Linked DNA regions of Mus musculus: all the other regions are linked to region 6. The links are chromatin contacts, called in public HiChIP or PLAC-seq and promoter capture Hi-C maps. All regions are on one chromosome and are shown on one strand. Each heading gives the region's core, a stretch centred on a gene start, on an enhancer-like site or on the middle of the called end of the contact. The rest is flanking DNA. Distances are from core to core; before and after follow the strand shown. Region 1 holds the start of Vav2 (vav 2 oncogene). Region 2 holds the start of Adamtsl2 (ADAMTS-like 2). Region 3 holds the start of Slc2a6 (solute carrier family 2 (facilitated glucose transporter), member 6). Region 4 holds the start of Brd3 (bromodomain containing 3). Region 5 holds the start of Dipk1b (divergent protein kinase domain 1B). Region 6 holds the start of Ralgds (ral guanine nucleotide dissociation stimulator).

Region 1 (3,737 bases), core at 263-2,762, 1.1 Mb after region 6:
AGACCTTGGTGGTGGCAGAGCTGGCAGTGCTCAGAATCTGAAACTTGCTGGCAAATTAGAAGTGGGGAGTTAACATCAGAGTCCATAAAAGAATACGCTGTAGCTGACCAGCTCATGACTGGGAAGACAGAGATGTTTAGTTCCGTTATGATGTAGAACTGCCTCTGGACGAGGCCTGGCTCTCCATAGCCATGCTTGCCCCTATCCCGTAAGAGCTCCCAGGAGACCTGCTACCCCTTTCCAGGGGCATTCTTCTCTGAAGCCTCGTGCATGGTTAGTTGGTGGCCCACTTCCCACATCCCAGACATGTGGCTGGGGTTGACAGTTCCTACCTCAGGGTTTCGTCTGCTCAGTTCACTGCAGAGCTCTGGTATTCAGCACAAGTGGCTTTCAGTGGTGCTCATGACCAAAGTGGGGAGGTACACTTCTCTTGGACACTTCCAGAGGGCAATCCTGGTGAACAGTTCTGGGCTGAGAGAATGGGTGAGGAGAAAGATCCCCTTTACCAGTCCTCCGCATGTTTGTTTTGAGCTCGTGAACTCTGACCTACACATGCACAACAGACACCTGGAATACTTCCCACCCAGCTTTTCTTCATTCATCCTTTCTATTATTTCCGAGATGAGTGATGTCCCCACTAGCCAGATAAGGAATTGGGTACCAGAGAGTTCTGCTGGTGCCAGGAGGCCTGGATCTTCTGACTTGGAGGACTGACATGCTAACTCCACTATATGCTCTGCACTACAGCCCCTCAAAGACAGACAGACCCCTCTTTTGTAGCATCTAGGCTGTCAGCTGATGCCATTGCCCTCAAGACCACCAGGGGGCAGCAGACGAACGCTTGATTGGATGGCAAAATTCGTTTGTCCTAGACCTGGTCTTAGCTTCTGATGAGGCAGGAAGGCTGGAGTGCTGGGAGCACAGAGGCCTCTTTTCTGTGAGAGAGCTCCCTGGGTACACACGCCAAGGCATGAATGCAGCAGCATTTAGCAGGGTGCTTTGCTTTCAGCTTTGCAATCTCCTTTCTTTCCTTCTTTCTTTTTCCTCCCTTTGGTGCAGGGTGTTGAATGACTCTTAGGGAGATGCTGGAGGGTCTGCCTGTAGCCCTGTGCTTTGGACGATTTAACCCCCAGTCCGCAGGAGGTCCTTCCCCTGAAGCTATTCAGAGGTGAAGTAGAGGGGCTGAAGGCTCTACCTGGCTTCTCTGCCGGATCTCTAGGATTAGGGTTCATGCTTCCTCCTTAGGTGGGGCAGGTGATGGGACTTCCTGCAGAGAGAGGCCTTTCTGGGAGGGACTTCCCTGGGTGCAGGGGACAGATCTGTCATCCTTCCCTGGCCCAGGTAAACTGAGAGAGGCAGGGGCTGACAGAACACCGCCCACAAAAGCTCGGCTCTTGGAAACTGGTCACTTTCCTCTCTTCTAGCTCCCTTTCATGACACCAGTCTCATAGAAGACTTGGCTTTGTGGGGTTCCCTTCTTCTTTACCAAGAACCCACAGCTCCTGATACTGTCCAGAGCAAATTAATTTTAATCACAAAAATCAGTTATTTATGCTTTTGAAGTCCCTCCCACTGTCACAATGTCCTCAGGACACAACACGGTCTATCTCTCCAGCACCTCCCACTAGACAATCAAGGGGGCTGAAAGTGAAGGATTTTTTTCCCCCTCTCTCCGTTATTGTGGAGGCGGAGTGTCTTGCGGACCCTGGCAAGGACAGAGGACTGGAAGAGGCCATAGGGGCGTAGGGTGTGTAGGCCAGCCTGGTTCGCGTTCTGGGGTCTATCTTTGCCGAAAGACCCTGCAAGGGCACCCAGCGTTACCGCGGTCATCTTCTAGTCTCTTCTGCCGTGCGGCGGCCTCATCGCACCGCAAGAAAGACCTCCAGCCTCCACGTGCACCTAGGGAAAGTCGTGGGCGGGGAGCCTGCTCAGGAGCCCCGCCTTCCTCAACTTTCGCTGGCGGCCCAGGGGCAGGAAGTGGGAGGACGGGTTGGAGGCGGTGCTTGGGTCTCCGGGGAGGTGCCGGGTGAAGGTGCCAGCTCCGCCCCCGGCCCCGCCCGGCCGTGGCCGCGCCCCCTGCACCCCCAGCGCCTAGGAGCCGCGGAGCCTCGGAGTCCCAGTGCCCCGCGAGTGGCGTAGAGCCCGCGGGCCCGGCGAACAAAGCGACGGTGGAGCGAGCAGCTCAGGCGCCGGACGCAGGGAGCGAGCGACCCGCTGCGCCTTTGTCTCGGGTGGGGCAGGAGCGGTGGCCGAAGCGGGGCGCCCGGAGCTCAGAATGCGGCGCCCAGAGGGGCGGATCGAGAAGCGCTGCGACTGCAGGAGGCGTGGAGCCCCGGCCGGAGCACGAGCGGACTTGTGTGTGTGAAAGAGGGACCCCGCACGCTGCCCCGCGAGCGCCGGTTGGCCGCACGTGGGCGGGAGCGGCGGCCGGCTAGTAGCCCGAAGAGGAGGAGGAGGAAGAGGAGGGCCGTGCGGCCGCGCAGCGGGGACCCGGGGCCGCCTGCGCGAAGCCCCGCCCCGGCGGCCGAGCCCCGCGCGGGCGGGCGGGATGCCCCGCGGTCACCGCACTTTGGCCGGAGCGCTACCCTGAGCCAGCTGGCCAGCGGCCGCAGCGGCGAGCGCACAGGCGCCGCGGGCGCCATGGAGCAGTGGCGGCAATGCGGCCGCTGGCTCATCGACTGCAAGGTCCTGCCGCCCAACCACCGCGTCGTGTGGCCCTCGGCGGTGGTCTTCGACCTGGCGCAGGCGCTGCGCGACGGCGTCCTTCTGTGCCAGCTGCTGCACAACCTCTCCCCCGGTTCCATCGACCTTAAGGACATCAACTTCCGGCCGCAGATGTCCCAGGTGAGGGTCCCGGCACTGCAGGAGGGACTCGGGTGTGCGATCTGAGGGGCGCATTGACTGGAGCGTGGGCCGCGGGAGGCCCAGGTTCTCTGGCCGGAGCTTCTGGCTCAGGGGTCAGTGCAGAGCAGGTCACATCCCGGTCTCCTCTTCCCGCTCTAGAGAGCGGCGGTCCCCGAAGGCGCGAAGTTGGCTAAAGTCCCCCAGTCTAGGGCGCGCTACCACCGCCGCGGGAACGGTTTGTGTGCGCCGGCTCCCCAGTCTACGGCTGCCTGGTGGAGGGCGACTCCAGCCTCGGTGTAACGCCCAGCACTGCAGTGTTGCGTCTAGGCCCGGGTCCCCGAGTGTCCCTTCCAACCGGGTGCGTGCCACGCTGGGGGTCACGTCCCCGGCTGCGTGCCAGACGACCGGAGCCCATGGAGGTTGAGTTGGAGCCGTTGAAGGATGAGGTGGAGTGGTGGCTACTGTTACCCGCAGCTCGGCGGAGGGGCCGGGCCGGGTGGGGTGCTACGGCCGGAGGGAGCGGGAGGGCCGGGCGCCGCCCCCTCTCTGGCCTGCGCCTCCTCCCGGACCCCAGCCCAGGACCAGCTGCCTCGGGGGCCTTCCTGGATAGCCTCTGGGTTGGAGTCTTCTTCGCCTTCTCATTGCCCCCACTTCGGTGGTCGCTCCAGTGTGGCCTTTGTGGAGGCCAAGACACGCGTTTGGCCGCAGGGCAGGGCAGGGCAGGGCAGGAAAATGTCCGCTCTGCTGGCTGAAGCTGCTTTTCTTGGCCCCTTGAAGGGAACTTGGCCGAGAGTTAAGCAAATTCGAGGCATGTGGCCCGCCCTTCGGGGGTCGCTCTTTAAAGGGATCTGGGAGGTGGAGAGAAGAGTTAGGCAGCTCTAGTTCAGCCGGGT
Region 2 (3,795 bases), core at 383-2,882, 1.5 Mb after region 6:
GACCAAGGGGCCTCTCTTCCCAATGATGGCCAACTAGGCCATCTTCTGCTACATATGCAGCTAGAGACATGAGCTCCGGGGTACTGGTTAGTTCATATTGTTGTTCCACCTATAGGGTTGCAGACCCCTTCAGCTCCTTGGGTACTTTCTCTAGCTTCTCCATTAGGGGCCCTGTGTTCCATCCTATAGATGACTGTGAGCATCCACTTCTGTATTTGCCAGGCACTGGCATAGCCTCATACAAGACAGCTATAACAGGGTCCCTTCAGCAAAATTTTGCTGGCATATGCAATATTGTCTGGGTTTGGTGGCTGATTATGGGATGGATCCCCGGGTGGGGTAGTCTCTGGATGGTAAGTCTCCATCCTTTCGTCTTAGCTCCAAACTTTGTCTCAGGGCCCTTCTCTCTTGAGAGAACAGAGATATGGAGGAGGGGCAGAAGGAGGTACAGCCTGCACCTGGCTCCTGATTCCCTTCCAACAAAACAGCCCCTCAAACCCAAACACCCACCAAGGGTTACGGTGAATCAAATCAAGAGAGCTTCCAGCCTTGCTGCTCCAACTCTCAGAATGGCTGCTGCGCACCTCAATTTAAACCCTGTCCTAGAAAGGAAGCTAATGTAGCTTGTCCCAGGTGGGTGTCATCTGCTGGTGAGTTAGACAATGGGCTTCAGAAAAAAGAGGCAGCTTGCCCAAAGCCACACAACAAGGTAGCCTACTGCCCCCTCCCCCACCACACACACACACACACACCACAGAGCAAACTTAGGGACTCAGTCGCACCCAGCAATTCCAGGGGAAGAAAGTCTGGAAATGGTCAGCACCCTCGAAGCCCTGATACCAACTGTCCTACTGTCCTACTGTCCTTCTGTCCTTCTCCCTCTCCCTTTTTTTCTCCCTCCCTCCCTCCTTCTCCTGCAGGTGTCCAGGAGCTTGGTCAGCATCACCCTTACGTCCACCCACCCCCGACACTGAAGGTCTCCATCTGAGTCCCTATTTTCACTCCAGCACAGAGTCCCCATCTCACACAGTCCCATTAGCCTCCATGGCTCCCCAGTCCCTGCTGCTGCCAAAGACAGGTGCCCAGTCAGCCTCACACTTGGTTTTCATTAAGGCTCCCAGACACTGCTGGATTCCAGCCAAGTCCAGCTCAAACAGGATCCATCTCTCCCTAGGGTCCAAAACCTTCAACAGGCCCACCACAGCATGGCTTTGCAGACCAGACAGCAACTGCTAGTACCAAGGTTGTTGCCTCAGGACCACCCTGCCACTGTGTGGCATAGGTTGTTCCCCCCTTTCTCTGTGGTTGAATACCCTCACCAGGGGCTGGGACATCCCCCGGCCCCCATTCTGAACAGCTTGGCTGGTCTGGGATAAGCTACATCTCACACCTCCCAAAGACCACAGTATGAGCAGGGACAAGTATGTAGTGGCCTACCTCACCCAGGGTCAGCAGGTTGTCCTCCTTTTAGAGAAAAGGGTGAGAGCTACTGCCAGGTGCACGGTGCAGGAAGGTGAGTGCAGAGATGTGCGGGCTCTGCCTGTCTCTGGTCCTGCTTCCCCAGCTGCCTCCCTCTCCCACTTCAAAGAGCATTCAAGGGAGGGGGTTCCCAGGAGGGGCTCTCAGCCCAGTGGCTGCTCTGTGGCCGCAGCTGCCTTTATAGCTGTCAGGCAGACGGGGAGGAACTCACACTTCCCACCGCTGCTCCCCCGCCCAGCCTGCTGGCGGCTGGCCGGGCGCACACTTTAACCCGCTCTGCTCCTCTGGAGTATGGCCAGGCTGTCCAGCTGCCTGCTGGCTGCTGCTGCCACAGTCCAGGATCAGTGAGTGAGCCTGAGACTGGCTTGCCTAGGTCCAGAGTGACTGACCCTAATGGATCAATTAGCCTGAGGTCATGTGGAGGGAGGTTGGCAGTGGTGGAGCGGAGCCCCCTTGACCCACCCATCTAACTTCAGCTTCCAGAGAAGGCTGGAAACCATGTGATGTCCAGGCTTTCGGCTCCTGTTCACAGGGAAGACACAGAGGTCCAGACATTGCACGGGTGCAGGCCACCCTCCGTCCTTGGAAAACAGACCTGAACAACGGAGGAACTGAGATACATCCAGAGATCAACCAACCAATGGCTCCAGGGAGAGGAAGAGGTGGCTACAGCCTATCGACCAGATGTCTAGGAAGATCGTCGGCACGGGGTATTCTGCAGATGTTTGGTACCAGCTTGGCTGGACCCCACAGCAGCTGGGCAGCTATTGGCAAGCAAGCAGGACTCAAGAGCTCTGTCCCTGCTGAGCTAGAGCTGAAGTCTTATGAATCCAAGAGGACTTTGGATGATGAGATGTCTGCTCTGACATTTCCTGCTCTCTGAAGCACCCCGTCCTGGAAAACAGGCACCTTCAAATGCTAAGTGATTCTGAAACAACATCCCACAAGCTGGCTGAGCCATTTCATCCATGCCTCTGTCCCTGTAGTGGGGACTGGAAGTCCTCTCCTTTTCTCTGTCCCTCCCTCTTGTCCCTCCCTCTGTGCTAGATGATAAGCTTCTTCAGCTGCCTCTTTGGGCTGCTAAGAGTGATACCCTGGGGGAAGTCTTGTGTCTGACCACCAGACCGCAGCCAAGAACAAAGCAACCAGCAAAAACCAATCAGCACCCAGCCTCTCTGTGAGGCTTGAGTCAGGTGACAAGCATCTTCATCATCTGTACTTTACCGAGGAGAAACTGAGGCTGGGAAGTGGAGTGGTCTGCTAAAGCCACCAGTCAAAGTTGTGACAGATACAGGTTGCGGCGCTGCTCTGCCACACACCCTCTCCTTCTGCCTGGTTCTTCAAAGATGCTGGCTGGCTCTCCCAGCTTAGACTGCGACAGGGGGCAGAGGGTCAGCTCTCACTCTGCCGGTGTTCAGTAGTGACTGACCTTAAGGTATTCAGCTTCTGTTCTCTGTCACCCTGACCTCCCATGACCCTTATCCAGGCTCACACTGCCCCCCTGGGGCCAATAAGAAGAAGCACAGACATTCTACAACCTGACACACAGCACACACACACACATGCATGTACATGTGCACAGGATCTCACTGGCAGACCCAGATCAGATCTCCCTTATTCTGGAAGCCTCTGCCACTTCTCCTCCACCCTGGCTGACTACCAGACCCTGTACACCCTGGAGCCGACCCAAGATCTCCTGGCACTTCTGGCTTCCACATGCTCCAGCGCCGGGGTGACTAACAGTTTCCCTTGGGAGGGACCCCACAGCCAACTGACATGCCCACTCGGCATCTTCCTTTGGCCTGGCCACTTGGAAGACAGACCTGTGGAGATGTATCGTTGCCTTTGTGATGCCCACGAGTGTGTGACTCTCTAGGTACTGGCTTCCTGCATTAGCTATGCCTTCATTTCCCTATGGAAGATCCTTAGGAACTTCCATATCCAAGACTCCCTGGCAGTCATAACTACTTGGTCCACAATGGGCTGAGGATTTCAGAGAGATTGAAAAAGACTAAACTCCACCCCCCAACCAGGTTCCTCCCCTACCCTGCATCTTCAGAGTGTTCCCTCATACCGATGAGGGTGGATACTCAACTGTCAAGTGCCCTGAACCAAAGCTGTATAGCATTAAACAATAAAATGTCATGATGTGCCAGGAGAAGTGTACTGATGAGAAAGTTTTGTCCTGCTTTCTGAGTGGGGACATTTTGTGCTGAGTCTCATAAATGACCTGTCCATGCAGTCCAGGGGACCACTGTGACCCCCATTCCTCACTCCATCCACCAAGCTTCTGGGGCCTGAGGTAACCTAGAGTCA
Region 3 (3,987 bases), core at 1,193-3,692, 1.5 Mb after region 6:
ACACACAGCACACATGGTCAAAGCTGAACAGTGCCTCCATTTTCTGTCATGGGCTTCAGGGACCAACCCACAGTGCCAAATTGGGGCAAGCCCCAGCTGCTCTCTTTGCTCCCCTCTCTTCCCCTAAATTTGAGCCAAGGTCATTCTTGGTTATGGGAATGGTGGGTGAGGGAAAGAAAGCATCCCAGTGAGCCAAATGAGAAGAGCCTGTCAAAGGCTTCACCCTCCTACATCACATCCCACAGACAAGGACCACATGGGAGCATGGGAAAGAAACATGGTAAGACACAGGGAACTTGCCTTGCCAGCAGAATATAGTGACCCGCTCTGTCCTGGGCTGGTGAGATGGCTCAGTGGGTAAAGATGCTTGCTACCTAAACTAGACAATCTGAGTCCAGCTTCTGGGACCACAGGGTAGAAGAAGAGAACTGATTATCTCCAGTTGTTCACTTATGTCTTCTCTCTCTATGGTACTCACTCTCTCTCTCTCTCTCTCTCTCACACACACACACACACACACACACACACACACACACACACACACATAAACAAACAAAATGTAGTAAAATATATTTTCAAAAAAGGTCCTTAAATAATCCCTGGCAGGCCACCAGGGAATATAGTAAATTCCAGGTCACCCATAGCTAAATAGAGAGACCTTCCCCTCCGCCCCCATTTTTTTTTTTAAATTTTTTAAGGAGCAACTATGACATTTCCTTAAAAGCTGCATTGCCAGGACACAGGAAGTGGGATACAGAACTGATTGTGTGAGAGATGTCCTCAAAGGCCACCAAGATTGCATGTCTGACTACCTACCTAACAACCCCAAGTATTTAGTGGTCTAAGGCAGGAGTATTGAAAGGCCAGTCTGGACAACCTGGTGAAACTTATCTCAGAGTAAGATAGGGCTGTGGCTCAGTTAATGTAGTGCCTGCCTGGGTCCAATCCCTAGCACAGAATGAATCCAGGGCTGCAGTCCCAATTGGAGGTGGAGGCCAGAGGATAAAATTAAAGTGGGTGGCTACCTAGAAAGTTTGATGCCAGCTTGGAATACATCAGACCCTGTCTCAAATGACAAAGGAGTGGAAGGGGCCTGAAGAGATGGTTCAGCGGTTACAAGACCAGGTCCTATATGCTCTGGCTCCCATTACTATTTGGTGACTGACCGGCCTGTAACTCCAGCTCCTACAAGTCCATCATTTCAGCTTCAGGAGCACAGACTCACAGACAGACATAAAATTTAAAAATTATATATCTTAAGTTTTTCACATGTTTGGGTGTTTTGTCTGTACCACATAAAAGCTGATGCCAAAAGGCACCAATTGTCCTGGAAATGGAGGTAAGAGGAGGGTTGTGTGCCAACCCGTGGGGCTGGGAAATCAAACCTGAGTCCTTGCAAGAGCAGCCAGTGCTCTCAGGCTCCCAAAATTATGTATAACACACACACACACACACACACACACACACACACTCAGCTTGGATGTGAAGTGGAACACCACTCACTGAAAGTTCACCTCCCCACTAAGTAACAGACAGGCAAGGCAAACACAGGAAGGAAAGACGTCCAGCCAGGGTGGGTCGCAGCAGTTTTGTGGTCTCTACTGTCCTCTCTAGAAGTGTTTCTAAAGGGGAACTGAGACTTCTACAACACCCTTTACTGTTTTAATAGCCTGGTAACAAAGGGTCAGTTTATAAATGTGAACAGGAAGTAAGTCCACTCCTGTGACTGAAAAAGTCCAAAGACACAGATAGGCATCTTGATTGTGGCTTTTTCCACCTCCTAGAGAAGTTTCTGTTTCGTTTTTTTTGGTCATTTTATACCATTACTGGAATGATTTTGAACAGTGCAAGCTATTTGGACAACCAGGAAATCCCAGAGATCAGGAATGTAGCTCAGAGACAGATTGCTTGCTAGCAGAGAGAAGCCTTGGGGTTTGTCCACAGCTATGGGGTGAGACACCGCAGGGCACCTGCTGGAGTTACCCCTAATTGTTTCTGCTCCACCCTCCTCCTACTTACTGTACACACCCAAAGTAGTGATTCATTGGAGTCAACTAGGGTTAGGAGGCGAGAAGTGAAGTGGCAGGTGTAGAAGTGACATCTATGTGACGGGAGAGGGCACAGAACAGGGCCAAGCAAGGCAATAATAAAAAAATATATAATAATAACAATCCTCCGTGTGACCTTGGCAAGCTTACGACTCTCTGGGCTTCTCCTCCATAAAGCCAGACCCAGCCATGGAGCAGTCCACGCTCTTAGCCTGGCGAAAGGGTGCTCAGGCGGCCCTGCCCTAGAAGCGGGTTTCCCCGGCAGAATCCAGCGCCTCAAGGCGCACGCGATGGGACACGCCCGGGAGCCCGATCGCACCCTGCATCCGAGGCGTGCGGCTGTCTCATTGGACAGCACGGCTCTGCAGGGCCGCCCTGCAGCCAATCGCATCTGTAGGGCGGAGCTTCGCCTGCTGTGCTGAGGGCTCAGGCAGATGCTTTAGCTCTGCAGTGGAGTCCCGCTGTATCTGACCATCCGCGCTGGCCATGCAGGAACCCCTGCTAAGAACCGAGGGACTCGACTATGATACCTTCCCCGAGGTGCCCGCGACTCCTGGAGAGAGAGAACGAGCCGGGTGAGAGTCTCAGGGTGTGGGCATGGGAGGTTGGGATGGCCTTATCTCCAGCAGACGATACACATCTTGGGCCATTACTGACTTCTGGTGAGTGGCCACCAAGAGTCATCTGACTCTTTCTTACCGCATGCTCGCAAGTCCTATTTAAAGAACTGGACCACCATAAAGAAGAGAGCCTCCAAAGGAATACTGGGTGGGATCCCCACCTGCCACAGGGGGAGGACATGGGTCTTGCCTAAGATCACAGAACAAGCTTTGAGCATCACAACAGGAGGCAAAAACCACAATTTCTTTTCTGGAGAAAACGGGCACCAGCCCCAGCCGACAGCCTGGGGATTTCCCAGAGCTGCTGCTAAGGCCTGAAGACAACTTGACTGGCCCTGGACCCAGGCCTCTCCTGGTTATCTGCCGAGCTGGATGGTCATGGGCTCGGGGAAGGCAGCAGTCTGGGAACTCAGGGTCCATTTAAAGGACTTGTCCTTGGTCCTTTGGTTCTACCCCATCCCCCACCAGGGCCTTGAAAAACAGAAGGGTGTTCCTGGCTACCTTCGCCGCTGTGCTGGGCAATTTCAGCTTTGGGTATGCCTTGGTCTACACATCTCCAGTCATCCCTGAACTGAAGCTCTCTTCTGACCCAGCACTACACCTGGACAAAATCCAGGCATCCTGGTTTGGGGTGAGGCCTGTTCTCTAAATCAGATGGGGTAGTGGAGGGAGCATGGGCCCACTCAACCTGCTTACCACAGGGAACTAAAATCACCTAGCCTTGGAACCTCCCCTAGAGCACCGGTATCTCTCCCTAACACGCATTCCCGTCTGCTAGCGGTGATGGCAAGTGACATGAGGAAGTGACATCCTGCAGAGATGTGGGCCAGGGCTGAGGGGAAGATTTCCCAACCCCATACCCAAAGCCAGGCTGCCACAGCAGAGCTGACATCCTCCTGGGTGCCTGGAGGCAGTCACACCAGATGCTAGCGGGATGAGAGGTGCCATATGGACAAGGACAGAACGTGGCTAAACAGAGCCCAGGAGCCCAAGACTTTAACGTTAGAATGTCAGTAGACCCTGAGTTAGGACTGCGACTTGACAGCAAAGCTGGAAAGATTTGGGGTCTCCTGAGCATTTCAAATGGGGTGGGAATGTGCAAGGCGCACAGCACATGCTGAGCACATGCTAGACACTTCGTGAAATATCTTCACCCCTGAGGTTAACTATGTTTTTCCCATAACGCAACTAAGAAACTGAGGCCACACTGTGTGCCCTGGTCCCACTGCTCATGAGTGGCAGACTCCAGCCAAATTCTTTATTCCTCAACAACTCCAATGACCCCCAAATCTTAAAGTCCCAGGCCTACAAGTCATAGG
Region 4 (4,095 bases), core at 460-2,959, 1.1 Mb after region 6:
ACAGTTACGCACACATGCACAGTCACACACACAGTTACACACACTGTTACAAACACATAGTTACACACATGTACATAGTTACACACACACATACATAGTTACACACACACTCACACACACACACAGAGTTTTCTGGGTTTTGTTTAAAAAGTTAACTGGCAAGTCCCTTGTCCTAGTAGCCAGAGTGCTCAGTGTGTCCAGAAAGGTGAGACCCAGATGGCAGGAATGATAATAGAACCTGCAAGGTGACTGCAGTTCTGCAAGCTCCCAGTCATGGCTTTGCTGGGGAGCCTGGGTTCAAGAGTTTAAGGACTCTAACTTAGAGCCTCCCAGGTCTTGCTCTCCTACCCTGTGTTCAGTCTGCGACTAAACAGCAGGGCTTCCTTGCAGTGGCCACCTCGCCCCAGGGTGTGAGAAGCACCCATGCTGTAGACCAAAGAGGAGACAAGAAGAGCCTGGAGAGGCTCCAGCTTGTCCTCAAATCTCTTCCAAGGACCCTGGGCTTGGAGCTTGGGACCTCTGAGACCAAGGATGTCACTTTGCCTTCTTGAGCCTTTTTCATTTTCAGGTACAGAACATATTCGTTGTGTATGTGTGTGTATGTGTGTGTGTACGTGTGTGTGTGTGTGTGTGTGTGTGTGTGTGTCTGGTATTTAATACCATAACCACCTGTGCATTTCTTGCATGCAGCAAAGTGCCCGCTCAGCCAGAAATAAACTCAGTGACACCAGGATCTTGGAATAGGTCCAGCTCACAGCAGAATTGGAACCCTGCATTGGCAGGCAGGTTCAGCGGGCACTGATGGAAAAACTTGTTTTGTTTGTAACGTTTTTGTTGGGGTCTATCACACACCCACCTTAAATTACAACTGGATAAAAACTGACTAACGTAGGCACCATTGTAATTTTCACCAAAACCAAGATCTGAAGTGTGACCCCGTCCTAACCCTTTCAAAACGCAGAAAAAGGGCGGGACTTAATCTCATTCCTGTCTTTCCATAGGCACATGGGGACACACTGAGACTCCAGAGAGGGAAAGTTGGCTGGCACAGCCTGAAGCATCCCTTACTGGTGTCTAGCTTTGGAGAATCCGCCTTTTTCCGGCACCACCAGCCAGGTCTCTTACGGAGTCCCCAGGTCTTCAACCCGCCCCAGGATTTTGGGGCGGGATTGATCGCGACTCCTCCCTGGCAAGGACCGCCCTGCGCGCGCCCTCGCCAGGCTAATTAGGCGCGCGGTTTGTTTACAAACATGGGCTGGGGCCGGTGCGCGCCTCCCTGCTTGTGAGCATTCGGGGTTTGAGGGAGGCCTCGGGGTACCCGGGTAGTGACCCCAGGGTGCTAACTGCGTTCCCGCCTTTCCCACGTTTTCCTAGGCTTCTGGAAATCCGCCCACCAGTTCTTATTCCCTGCGTGTGGCTGAGAACGCTAAAGTGAAGGCGCGCGGGCGGGCCAAGGTTCCAGCGTCGCCTCGGGTCCTGGCGGGCAACCTCCCAGCCCCGCCCCCACGCGCCCCTAGGCCGGGCCCGCTGGCGGCCAGGGCGGCCGGGCGGGCGGCCGGGGGCGCGCGGGGCGGGGCACGGCGTGGCGCCGGCGGGGCCGGGACATGTAGTCCGTGCGCCTCGGCCTCCCCTGGGCGGCCCTGGCGCGAGCCCGGGCGCGGACTACGACTCCCGCCAGGCGCCGCGGCGTAGCGCATGAGCCCTGTACAGCTCCGGCGCGTCTATTATGCTGCCGGGGCCGGCGAGCCAAAGAGGAGCCGGCCGCGCGGGCCGGGAGCAGACGGCGCTGGAGCCGCCTAGGCCAAGTACGCCTTTTTCTCGTTTCCTTGTACACTCTGGGCGGCGGCGGCGGTGGCGGTGGCGGCGGCGGACTTGGCTGAGAGAACACGGCCCGGAACGCATGGTGCAGGCCTCCCGCGCGTCTCGAAGCCCGGAGCCCGGGGCCGCCGCCTTTGTGCGCGGCCGCGATGCAACAAAGCGGGGCGGCCGCCTGCCCGGGGTCGCAGCGACTGCGCGGGCTCCGCTGCCCTCCGCCTTGCGCTGTGCGCCCGCGGCTTGCCGGTCGCCTCGGGCCGGACTGGGAGGCGTCGCCTTGGTCGGAGCGCCCAGCCTGGACTTGGCACAGCCCGCGCTCTCTGCGCCAGCCCTCCCTCACGGAAGGGATTTTTTTTTCCTTTCCCCTTTTCCTCTGCCCGCCATCTTCCGAAGGGGACTGCCTGGAGGATGCGCGGCGCGGGAAGGTGCGCGCGGTGTGCCCAGGGTCGCTCCGGCGCCACTTAGGGCGGATCGTCGCAGGGCAGGCCAGGCTGGGCCTGGACACCGCTGGAGCCTTGCAAGTGGGGCAGCCGCGGCGTGGCTTGGGGGGCGGCGGCTGCATTTGCAGAGTTATGGCCCGGGAGACGACTTTGCGCGCTTACGAGTTACTGGATTATTGCAGCCAGGCCAGGAGGAAACCCAGTTCATGTTTTGAAATCAGCCTAAACGAGTACTTAATCCGGGCGAGGTCGATTCGGATTGAGGTGGAAGGGGTGGGGTGCACGTCTTTTTCTTACTTCGTGTATAACACGCAAGCTAGTTGGGTGAGGAATGCGCACCCCAAAGCCTCTCGTATGTAAGGTTCTTGAGGATTCCCGGTGAAAAATCCTGGCGGCTTGGGGAAGTTCTCTCCACCAGTTGCTGCGACGGGGGCAGGGCTAACGAGGAAGCCATAAACAGTCTTCTTGCCCTGGGGCGGCGGGGGGGGGGCGGTAAGGAGCGGGAAGGGGGCTCACTGGGAGCCGGGGCATACCTTTTGTGAGTTCATACTTTAGGGCTCAATTTTAAGGCTCTGCCCTTTGCAATTTTGATTAAGAGCTTTCTGCCAGAAATAAGTGCACAGCTGTTGTTTCTCTACCTTAAACTTCTTAACTGTATAAGTTTGTGTCTCTGAGGTCATTCTTGTGTTCTTCAGTGGCTAACATGGGACTGGGTGCAGGAAGAGAAATGAGTGAAGGAATTGAAGGGCTCAGGTCCTGTCCCCCTTAACCCATGAGGACAAGCTGGTTGTTGTGTCGTCCATCCCCCCCCCCTTTTGTTTTGCACTTTCTTAGTGGTGTGCATTACTGGGGGTGGGGGTGCCCCTGAAGAGATCTGAGATCTCTGCTGTGCTGCTTGAAGTGAGTTTCTCACAGGCTTTCCAGGGTCCAGGAAAGGAAGGACTCCAAGGATCAAGCCCCAAGCCCCAGTGACCTTTTTTGAGTGGCCCTGAGTGTGGCCTCTCATTCGCAAATAGAGGCCTGTTTGCTGTTTGTTCTGTTGGAGGCCTTGATGTGCACTGTTGGCTGTAGATCATGAGAGGTGAGGTACAAGCTTGACAGTTCAGGAGGTGGGGGTAATTTCTTCCTGACCTTGCTTATAAACTCCGGGTCCACTGCTTTAGCAAGACACCAGGAATCTGTGGCGATCCAGACCTAGCCCCACATCCGGGGAATTCAGGAGAAAGGCATTAAAAAGCTTTTGTAGGGTGGATGACCAGGGGGTGTGCCAGTTCGTTCATTTCCCTACCTATATATCTATTTACTTTATTTATTTTACTTTTAGGAGATGCCAGGTTTACTTTCACAAAGAGTAACTGCTTTCTTTCCACAGTGCAGTATCCTGTTTTGGAAATGAGCTTTGAATGAGGGATGGAGCTTGTAAAAGTGTCCTCCCTCCCTTAGATGGTGAAAATGGGGGGGAGTGCTGAAAGGAAAGGCCCTGCCTGGCTTGCCTCTACTCCGGCTTCTGTAAGCCTGGAGCTGTGCCCCCAGGGGCTCTCAGGGTTACCTTGTCCACTTCCTGGTTTACTGTGTCACAGCCTTCCCAGGGGAGGGTGGCCCAAGGTCACAAGTGTTACCCACTGTTCAGATAAGTGCTGGTTATCCAGATCTCACCTTAGAAGGAAGAGCCGCGGGGAACTATGAGTGGGAAAACAGGATCCAGTGGAGACCTCCACAATTCAGAAGGTAATAGGAAGTTAAGAAAGCAGTACTCCTTCCCAGGGGACAGCCTTGAAGCTTGTGGCGTCCTTACAAAGCTATCCCCTGCACCTGGGGGCTGCTGTTTGCAGTACATTTT
Region 5 (4,006 bases), core at 87-2,586, 1.9 Mb after region 6:
AGGCAGGCCCTCCCAAGCCACCTTGGCACAGGTGGCTCCCCTAGACTACCTTGGCTAAGCTTTGATGGTTTACCTGGCCTCTGTCTGACGCAGCTCTTCTCCAGGATCCCTGAGTCTTTGCTCACCCCGGGGCGGGACTCACCACAGTGGTACTCAAAAGCTCGCACAGATTTCTGCCACTCAGTGGGGAACAAGTTGGCAAGCCCTGGGCCCATAATTTTCGAGGCTGAACAGTCCAGCTCCAGAAAAGTCACATGGAAGGTGGGAAGGTCATTACAGGGATAGTAACTGCACAGCAAACTCCCTGCCCAGGAAACCCGGGCCAGGTGGCAGGTGCCCTAGTGTTTCCCACGCAGGAAACTGAGGCTTGGGGCAGGAAGGGCTCAGCCAGTGGCTCTCTCTGAACCAGCCCCACTGGGAACTGGCCCAAACCCCTCTCCTGCCACTCCTGGGTCCACACATTGCTGAGTCAGGGCCTAGCTTCAGGGCTAGGGGTATGGGTACACCCCATCTCCTGGCACAAGAAGGGTCCCCCATACACCTCAGGTCACGAACCCAACCTAGGCCTGAGCATGGATCACAGCACAAGCTACTGCCTCTGGAAGAGGGCAGACAAGGGCATCTGGGCCTGGAAGAGCTCTGCATCCAACAGGCTTCAGTCCTCATCCTTTATGTAAAACAGTCTAAGGGAGGCCAGGCCCCAGGACAAAGGCATCCTCCAGCATCCTCAGGACGGCCCTTCAGAGAGACCTTGGCTAGACTGGTGAGGGCTGGCTCCTTCCTGTAGGCTCTAAGGACCGTGGCAACCAGCGGCTGGAGCCCAGAGGCCTGACTCCATCACCTCAAAGCATGAGGGGAGGGGCCTCTTCTGCAGACAGGAGCTGGCCCTCCACTGGCCCAAGGTCACCACAGCCCCTGTTTCCAGCTGTCTCAAGAACTGGCCAGGGGCTGGCCAAGTTTGCTATTCCAGAATTTTTTTTTTAAGTTGCGAAGGTTAGAAAGGACTCCGGTGCACCCGCGTGCACCCATCGACCCTCGCCATCCCACGCCCTGCCCCTCCCCGTGTGGTAGCACCTGGCCGGCTGCGGCTTACCTGCAGGCCCTTGGAGAAGGGGCAGAGGAGCACTAGGTGCACCAAGCGCCGCAGCCGCCGCATGATGGGCTCCGGCCCCGGCTGCGGAACCCCGCGGCTGGCTCGGCCTCAGCCCCAGCCCGGCCAGGCCCGCAGCGGCCGCCGCTCGCTCTCCATGCGGGCCGCTCGTCCTCGGCTCGCGTTAAAGGCAAGGCGCGTGCCTTTCTGAGCAAGGACCGCGACGCACGCGCGGGGAGACGGCCTGGAGGAGGGGCGTGCACGCGCGGGAAGATGGACAGAGGGGCGTGCGCGCGCGTGTGGAGACAAACGGAAGGGGCGTGCACGCGCGTGGGAGGACTGGCGCGCGGCCCCGCGGCTAGTCTAGCTCTCCCGCTGGGGACCTACGCCACCCCCCACCCCCCCACCCCCAACCTCCCGAGAGCTCCGGGACCCGCTACGGCAACCCTGTGTGAGCATGAAACACCGGGGCAGGCTGGCGCTGAGGACCTGTAAGGTCCCCGCCTGCGCTTGCGCATTTCTTCCACCTTTTCAAGGGTAAAAGACGTTGATGGATCTGCCCCCATCCCTCCCCAGTATGCAGGTGAGGCTAGTCAGTCCTGAGGCCACCACCTCTGGCACCGAGAGTCTTCAGCCCTTGTTGCACCGGGGCATAGGGAAGGACCCACAGCCCACGCGGTCAGCAACTACTCCTGAGAACCAGTTTCTTCTGATTTCTGCCCATGGACAGACACGCCCCTCTCCTGTGACTCCCATTTAGGGTGATTAGGAAAGCAGCAGCTGACCTTAGTTAGAGGCTTATTGAACTTAGCAGACAATGGCCAGAATGCACCGTCCACCATGCGCATCAGCTGCCCTCAATCCTCACCCACACCTTTCTTAGGGGTTCTATAGCGATGTCATATGCATTCCCAGGGAATACGCCTTCCCCTGTGCCCCAGTGCTGTCCATATATATATGCCTTGCAAAATGATAAAAGACAGCTTTAGTTTAAGGATGTTAATTGCTTCGCAATTAGTGAACCAGGCCAACCTTCTCTTCATAAAAGTGGAGCGAGAGTCCCATGAGCCCAGCTGAAGGGTTTGGATTTATAAGCTAGAAAGGCTGAAGAGAACTAGAGCCAGGAGCAGGTCACAAAACAAATGGAAAATAGCATCAAGTCTGTGTCCCAGAAACCAAGAAGCAGAAGCAGAAAGACCAGCCTGGCCTATGTTTCAAATTCCAGACTAGCCAGAAGCCCAAAGGGAGACCCTGCCTCAAGGAAGGAAAGAAGGAAGGAAGGGAGAGAGGCTGGAAGAAAGGGATGGAAGGAGGGAGGAAGAGAGGAAAGAAGAAAGGAAAGAAAGGAGAGAGGGAGGGAAGGAGGGAGGGAGAAAAGAAGGAAGGAGAAAAAAGAAGGGAAACATGGGATTGTTTCATTATCGCACCAATTATAAACGAGCTGCTTAAGCAGTTTGACTATTTTATTATGTCTTCAATCTTGATTTTGCAGGTCAGATAAACAATGTAGTTTAAGTGTGGTGACGGGAAGGCTGAAAAAAATGACTCAGCAGCTGAAAGCACTTATTGTGAAAACATAAAGATTGAAATTCAAATTTCAGCATCCATGTAGCAGATCGAGCATCCTGCGCACACCTGTAACCCAGGTTACAGGTTGAGTGGAGCCGTTGTAGGATGGTTGCTAGGACTTGCTGGTTCACAGCCTAGCTGAGAAAGCAGCCTGAGGTTCAGGAAGAGACCCTGCCTCAAAGGAAAAGGTGGACAGTGATCGAAGAAAGCACCCAGCACCCACCTCTGCCTTCCATGTGCACACATGATGCACCTCCATTCCCCACGCATGACTCCCCTCCCCTCCCCGACACACACACACACACACACACACACACACACACACAAATAATCAAATCTTTTCATAAGAGAAAACATGAAGCTTGGTGTCACGGACTTGCGGAATGAGTAATTATTTTTATTTTTCAGTCTGGTCTTCTGGGAGTACAATGGCCATCTGTAAGGTCTATAACACATGTGTGTATACATGTTTGTGTGTGTATGCATATATGTGTGTGTGTGGAAGCCAAAGGTCTGTCAGGTTTTTACTCTCTCCACTTTACTTTTTATAAGATTTTGTTTTATTTTTGTTTTTAAGGTTTTTTTTAAAGATTTATTTATTTGTATGCACATCAATGTGTATGTGTTTGTGTGTGTGTGTGTGTGTGTGTGTGTGTGTGTGTGTGTGTGTATGCCACACTCAGGAACTGGAGTTACAGACACTTGTGAGCTGCCATGTGGGTGCTGGAAATTGACCCTAGGTCCTCTGAACAGGACAAGTGTGTGTGCCACGTGTGTGCCTGGTGCCCTAGTGGTCAGAAGAGAGCATGGGATCTCCTGGAACTGGAGTTGCCACATGAGTACTAAGAACTGAACCTAGAACCTCTACAAGAACAAGTGCTCTTAACTGCTGAGCCACCTCTCCAGGCTCTTTTGCTCTCCAGTGTCTCGGGGTACTAGTCCTTGGGTAAACTCTCTCCTGCTCACAAACTCTTGACTCCTAAGAGTTGGTTTTTTAAGTGGTGATCAAGTAGATTTGGATGCAATAGCAAGTTCGCCTTTTTTTCTATGTTGTCTTTGAGACATAATCTTACATAGCTCAGACTGGTCTTAAACTCCCTATGGGGCCAAAGATGAACTTGAACTCCTAATCATTCTGCCTCCACTTTCCCAATTGCTGGGGTTCCAGACCTGTCTACTACACTGGGCCACAAGTGTATGTGTCTGGCAAAAAAGTTAAGAGGATAGGTCATGGGCCCTCAAGAGCTGAGGGGTCATTCAGTAGGTAGAGTGCTAGCCTAGCATAAAGCCTGAATTCCACCCCCAGCAGCATAGAAAATGAACATGGGAATACACACCTATAATCTC
Region 6 (3,738 bases), core at 659-3,158:
GTCTGTGTGAGCCGGGAGGAACACGGTATTGGTGCCTGCTGCCTGTGAATGCTACAGATTCACAGTCACTCTCGCCAGGATGAAGCTGAAGCAAGCCTGTGGCAGGAGCATAAACCTCGTGACCTCTATAAAGCAGACTGGGGCAGGTCAAGCTAGGTCGGTGGTGGCTTGACTTAGAACTGAGAGAGTAGGCAGATGCCCAGATGTGTGAGGACATCTGGCAACCCCAGGCTGATGGAAACAAATGACAGAAGACGAAAGGCAAAGACAGAGAGTGCAGGGACCTTAATTGGATTGATTTCATTTCTGGACCTGGGTCTGCTACCAGGAAACCAGACTCAGGATGGGGATGGGAGGGAATTATTGGCAAAACAGACAGGGATTTCCCTGCCCCCTCCCCCAGGCGAATGCTAAATGGTCATTGTGTTCAGTTTCCGGCTGTGGCCTCCTCTCCTGCCAGGACCCTGGCTTTCCTGACCCAGCCAGAAGCTTCCCTCTGATTTCTAAACGGTGACCAGGCTGCATGACAACACAGAGGCCTGGAGAGAGGGCAGCAGAGGAGGCACAGATAGCAGCAACCCATGCAGGAACAGAACCTTTCAACAGCCCTGCCACAAAGGGTCCTTAGGGATGTAGCCAGACAGAGTCAGAGAGAAGCTTGACACCCCCCTCCAGGAGTGATCAGGCTAGGCCCTTCCAGCACACAAAGCCGGAGACTCTGCCAGACATAATGAAAGCCAGATGAGTGCAGGGCTGGTGGTGGGCCGCCCACCACCAAGCTCCCCGGAGTCCCTCCCCAGCCGCCTCCAGGATGAGACCACTGGGTGAATGAGCAGCCTGGCTTGGGACACCTGCCAAGCACAAGAGGCCTCCTAGGCCTGGGGGCCCCATGACCAGAAGTTCCCGAGTATGCTTTGTCTGAGCCTTCTCTAGGCAGAGCAGGATGCAGGGCTGCCTTGGGATTCCACTACCCCTGGGGCATGGTGGCAGGTGTACACTAAGGTGAAAGGAAGAGGGCACTGCTGGGTGTCCCTGCCCAGGACACTAGAAACAAGCTCCTACCCACATTCACTATTCCCACCACCCACACATAAGGGCATGGTCTCTGAATCTTCCAGCCCATCCCACTCCCTTCCTGCCACTGCCTCCTCTGAACAGCCTCGATGTTCCCGGGTCATTAGACCTATGTCTGACTCAGTGATGGGTATTCAAAGGCCCCTGAGGTCCCACTCACCTCTGGGGAGTTTAGGGCTGTGCCACCACAACCACTTGCTGGCCCACTATATTGTGGCCTCCTCGTGTCACGCGCCCCATTGACAAGGGTTTGAAATGAGGATAGGCCCTCGTGGTTGGAGCATTCACACACCACAGGCGTGTAAATAGTGACAGCATGGAGGGGCTTAAAGGTTTGACTGACTGCAGTAATTGGGGTTGTCACACCTGTGATGAGTGGGAGCAGGTACTGGGATGAATTGAGGGGGCACGGGAATTCAGCTCTGATTCCCCACCTACTGCTGAGGGTGTGCTGGAAGCTGTAATGCCCAACTGGCTGCCCCAGGGCTGATACAGCAGGGGGACTTCTGAGGAAGGAACCCCCCAGCCACACACAATGCTGCAAAGGACGTTGGGCTCACCCACCTCCAGGCGCGGCAGATCAGGGTCGAGCTGCGTGAAGCTGTGCAGCACCACTGGGCAGCTGTCGGGGACGCCCACCTCCAGGCGCACGGCGTCCCACACGCTGCGGCTGCGCCGGGAACCGGGAAACAACGGCTCGGTGCCCCCTATGGGCCCGGCCGCCTCAGCCCACATGCGCTGCACCATGGACGACTCACGGTGGCGCGGGTGGCCGGCGGGCCGCGAGACCCGGGGCAGCGCGGGGCGCAGGGCCGGCGCGGCTCCGCGCTGCCTGCGCTCTGCGCCAGAGGCCGGGCCTCGCTGATGTCAGCTGGGGGCGTGGGCTGCTGGGGGAGTGGTTTCAGAGGGGGCGTGGGCCTCCTCTAGTTGGCAGGCCTGGTGGACAGCGCTTGCATACACAGTCTATGTATTGTGTGGGCGGCCCGTGATGCTGTTTTGCTGAAATCAGATCCACTTCCCGGGAATTCCAGTTACAACACCCCCTAGCTCTGTAGCCTCAGTTTCTTCACCTGGAAAGTATGGGTAATGAAAATGACTTCCTCCAAGAGTGTGACTGGGAGGATGTCAATGAGGTCACTGACTATGTGCTCATATATTAGAGTATGGGGAAGGGTGACCCTGAGGATTGATTGGGCTCAGTGTCCACAGGGCGTTGGCATCCAGTCCAAGCTCCATTGGGAGAGGGATGCTTCCAGCCTCAGCTCCAGTCACCACAGTCATGCACAAACTAGACAAACCTACTATGCAAAAGCAATGCTGGTTACCACTAGGTGAGGTGGCGTACTTTTAAAGGCTTGTTTATTTTATTGTATGTGTACTGTTATTTGCCATGCATGTGTGTACATTGCAGACATGGTAGACGCTGATGCCTGAGGGGAACAAACTGTGAATGCTGGGCCATCTCTCCCGCCACAAGGCCTAAATTTTCTTTGAAATTTTTAATTGTCAGAAAGTATTTTTATGAACAGGCTCCAGTGAATATGATTTAAGAAAAAGATAGGCAGATTTGGCTAGGTGTGGAGATCCCCTAAGGCTGCTCAGAAGCCCGGGCTCTGCCCTATCTCCAGGAAGTCCAGGCGTGTGGGGGTATATCACAGGAAGGCAGTGGCTCCCACACATTCTGTAGGCTTTTCCCCAGCCCCATTCCTGGGCCAAGGACCCGGCAGCAGCTCAGCTTTGTTTCCTGACCCTGCTGCTCTCTCCTATTCTGGCTTTCTTTTTCTAAGGGCCACTTCTCTCTGATACTTAGTCCCCAGGCGTCAACCCTGCGGGCAGGCCGTCGGCAGGCAGGCTGCCTCCAGACACACTAATTGCAGGGATGGACGGTGGCAGAGGTGAGGTTCCATCATCTACTCTGCTTTTCTGGTTGCTGTCCACCTGTTTTATCAAGTTCCTTTCCTGTCTCGCTCTGCATTTCCCTCCTGGGAAGTCTGTTCATGGATATCACATGCACAGACACAGAAACACAGACACACATATGTGTAGGCAGATACACAGAGACATAAAGCCACACAGACAGACAGACAGACAGACAGACAAGCTCCTCACTCCCATAGGCCAACAGCTCAAGCCTTTTTACTCTGACCCCCTTTCACCAATATAAGTGTCCCCATGTTCCTGCCTGCTGCCCTAGACCCCACAGGGCTCACACCCTCAGCATCCCCAGCACCAGCTGTGACTTTTTAGACACTTCCCAGAAAGCAGAGCCCTCCCCAAGGCCTCCTAAGCATTCCCTCATGATTAGCCCCCAGCCTACAGGGAATATCCTTTATCAAGAGCAGGCCCATCAAAAGAGAGGGGATAAGGACAGCATATGTGGGATAGTGAAGAACGTCTTGCAACCCACACCTAAATCTAACCATCACTTGGGGAACAACAGGAGTCAGAAGGATAGCCTCCACACACCACCAGCCTGCAACCTATGGAAATCCAGCCTATAGGACAGACAGACAAACAGGTTTTGCTTTGCTAACAAATATATGGGGGTGTGGAGGTACACAGAAAGAAGAGATACCAGCCAGTATGTGGGTTTGTGAACCTGATATGAACAAACTGACTGTTGAGTAGCAAGGCGATGCACTCTAGGATACCCAGCAGGATCCT

Evidence for each region. Promoter capture Hi-C pulls out the DNA fragments that hold promoters and counts their contacts. HiChIP or PLAC-seq counts read pairs in DNA pulled down with a chosen protein or histone mark.
Region 1: a contact with region 6 is called in an HNF4G HiChIP or PLAC-seq map of pancreatic cancer cells. The contact joins the promoter of Vav2 here to the promoter of Ralgds in region 6. A contact is called at or near these places in 2 of 39 promoter capture datasets (hippocampal neurons and liver), 3 of 484 Hi-C or Micro-C datasets (B cells, embryonic stem cells and uterus), 2 of 115 datasets of contacts at active chromatin or transcription factors (astrocytes and pancreatic cancer cells) and 1 of 9 other capture datasets (macrophages).
Region 2: a promoter capture Hi-C map of liver shows a contact between it and region 6, with 5 times the contacts expected there. The contact joins the promoter of Adamtsl2 here to the promoter of Ralgds in region 6. A contact is called at or near these places in 1 of 39 promoter capture datasets (liver) and 1 of 115 datasets of contacts at active chromatin or transcription factors (pancreatic cancer cells).
Region 3: a contact with region 6 is called in an H3K27ac HiChIP or PLAC-seq map of bone marrow-derived dendritic cells, with 6 times the contacts expected there. The contact joins the promoter of Slc2a6 here to the promoter of Ralgds in region 6. A contact is called at or near these places in 2 of 39 promoter capture datasets (hippocampal neurons and liver), 1 of 484 Hi-C or Micro-C datasets (B cells) and 3 of 115 datasets of contacts at active chromatin or transcription factors (astrocytes, bone marrow-derived dendritic cells and pancreatic cancer cells).
Region 4: an H3K4me3 HiChIP or PLAC-seq map of forebrain shows a contact between it and region 6, with 8 times the contacts expected there. The contact joins the promoter of Brd3 here to the promoter of Ralgds in region 6. A contact is called at or near these places in 4 of 115 datasets of contacts at active chromatin or transcription factors (astrocytes, embryonic forebrain, forebrain and 1 more).
Region 5: a contact with region 6 is called in a promoter capture Hi-C map of liver, with 5 times the contacts expected there. The contact joins the promoter of Dipk1b here to the promoter of Ralgds in region 6. A contact is called at or near these places in 2 of 39 promoter capture datasets (hippocampal neurons and liver) and 1 of 115 datasets of contacts at active chromatin or transcription factors (astrocytes).

The regions. Positions count from the first base shown.
Region 1 is chr2:27,425,383-27,429,119 of GRCm38.p6, reverse strand. It overlaps Vav2 (vav 2 oncogene), which reads left to right and starts at 1,512. Exons shown (of 28, transcript NM_009500.2): 1 at 1,512-2,844. The coding sequence starts at 2,641.
Region 2 is chr2:27,077,216-27,081,010 of GRCm38.p6, reverse strand. It overlaps Adamtsl2 (ADAMTS-like 2), which reads right to left and starts at 1,632. Exons shown (of 19, transcript NM_029981.2): 1 at 1,438-1,632.
Region 3 is chr2:27,026,453-27,030,439 of GRCm38.p6, reverse strand. It overlaps Slc2a6 (solute carrier family 2 (facilitated glucose transporter), member 6), which reads left to right and starts at 2,442. Exons shown (of 10, transcript NM_172659.2): 1 at 2,442-2,623; 2 at 3,137-3,299. The coding sequence starts at 2,535.
Region 4 is chr2:27,473,287-27,477,381 of GRCm38.p6, reverse strand. It overlaps Brd3 (bromodomain containing 3), which reads left to right and starts at 1,709. Exons shown (of 12, transcript NM_001113573.1): 1 at 1,709-1,805.
Region 5 is chr2:26,625,787-26,629,792 of GRCm38.p6, reverse strand. Dipk1b (divergent protein kinase domain 1B) reads right to left here and starts at 1,336. Exons shown (of 5, transcript NM_019833.3): 1 at 1,094-1,336. The coding sequence starts at 1,156.
Region 6 is chr2:28,531,634-28,535,371 of GRCm38.p6, reverse strand. Ralgds (ral guanine nucleotide dissociation stimulator) reads right to left here and starts at 1,908. Exons shown (of 18, transcript NM_001145835.1): 1 at 1,639-1,908. The coding sequence starts at 1,821.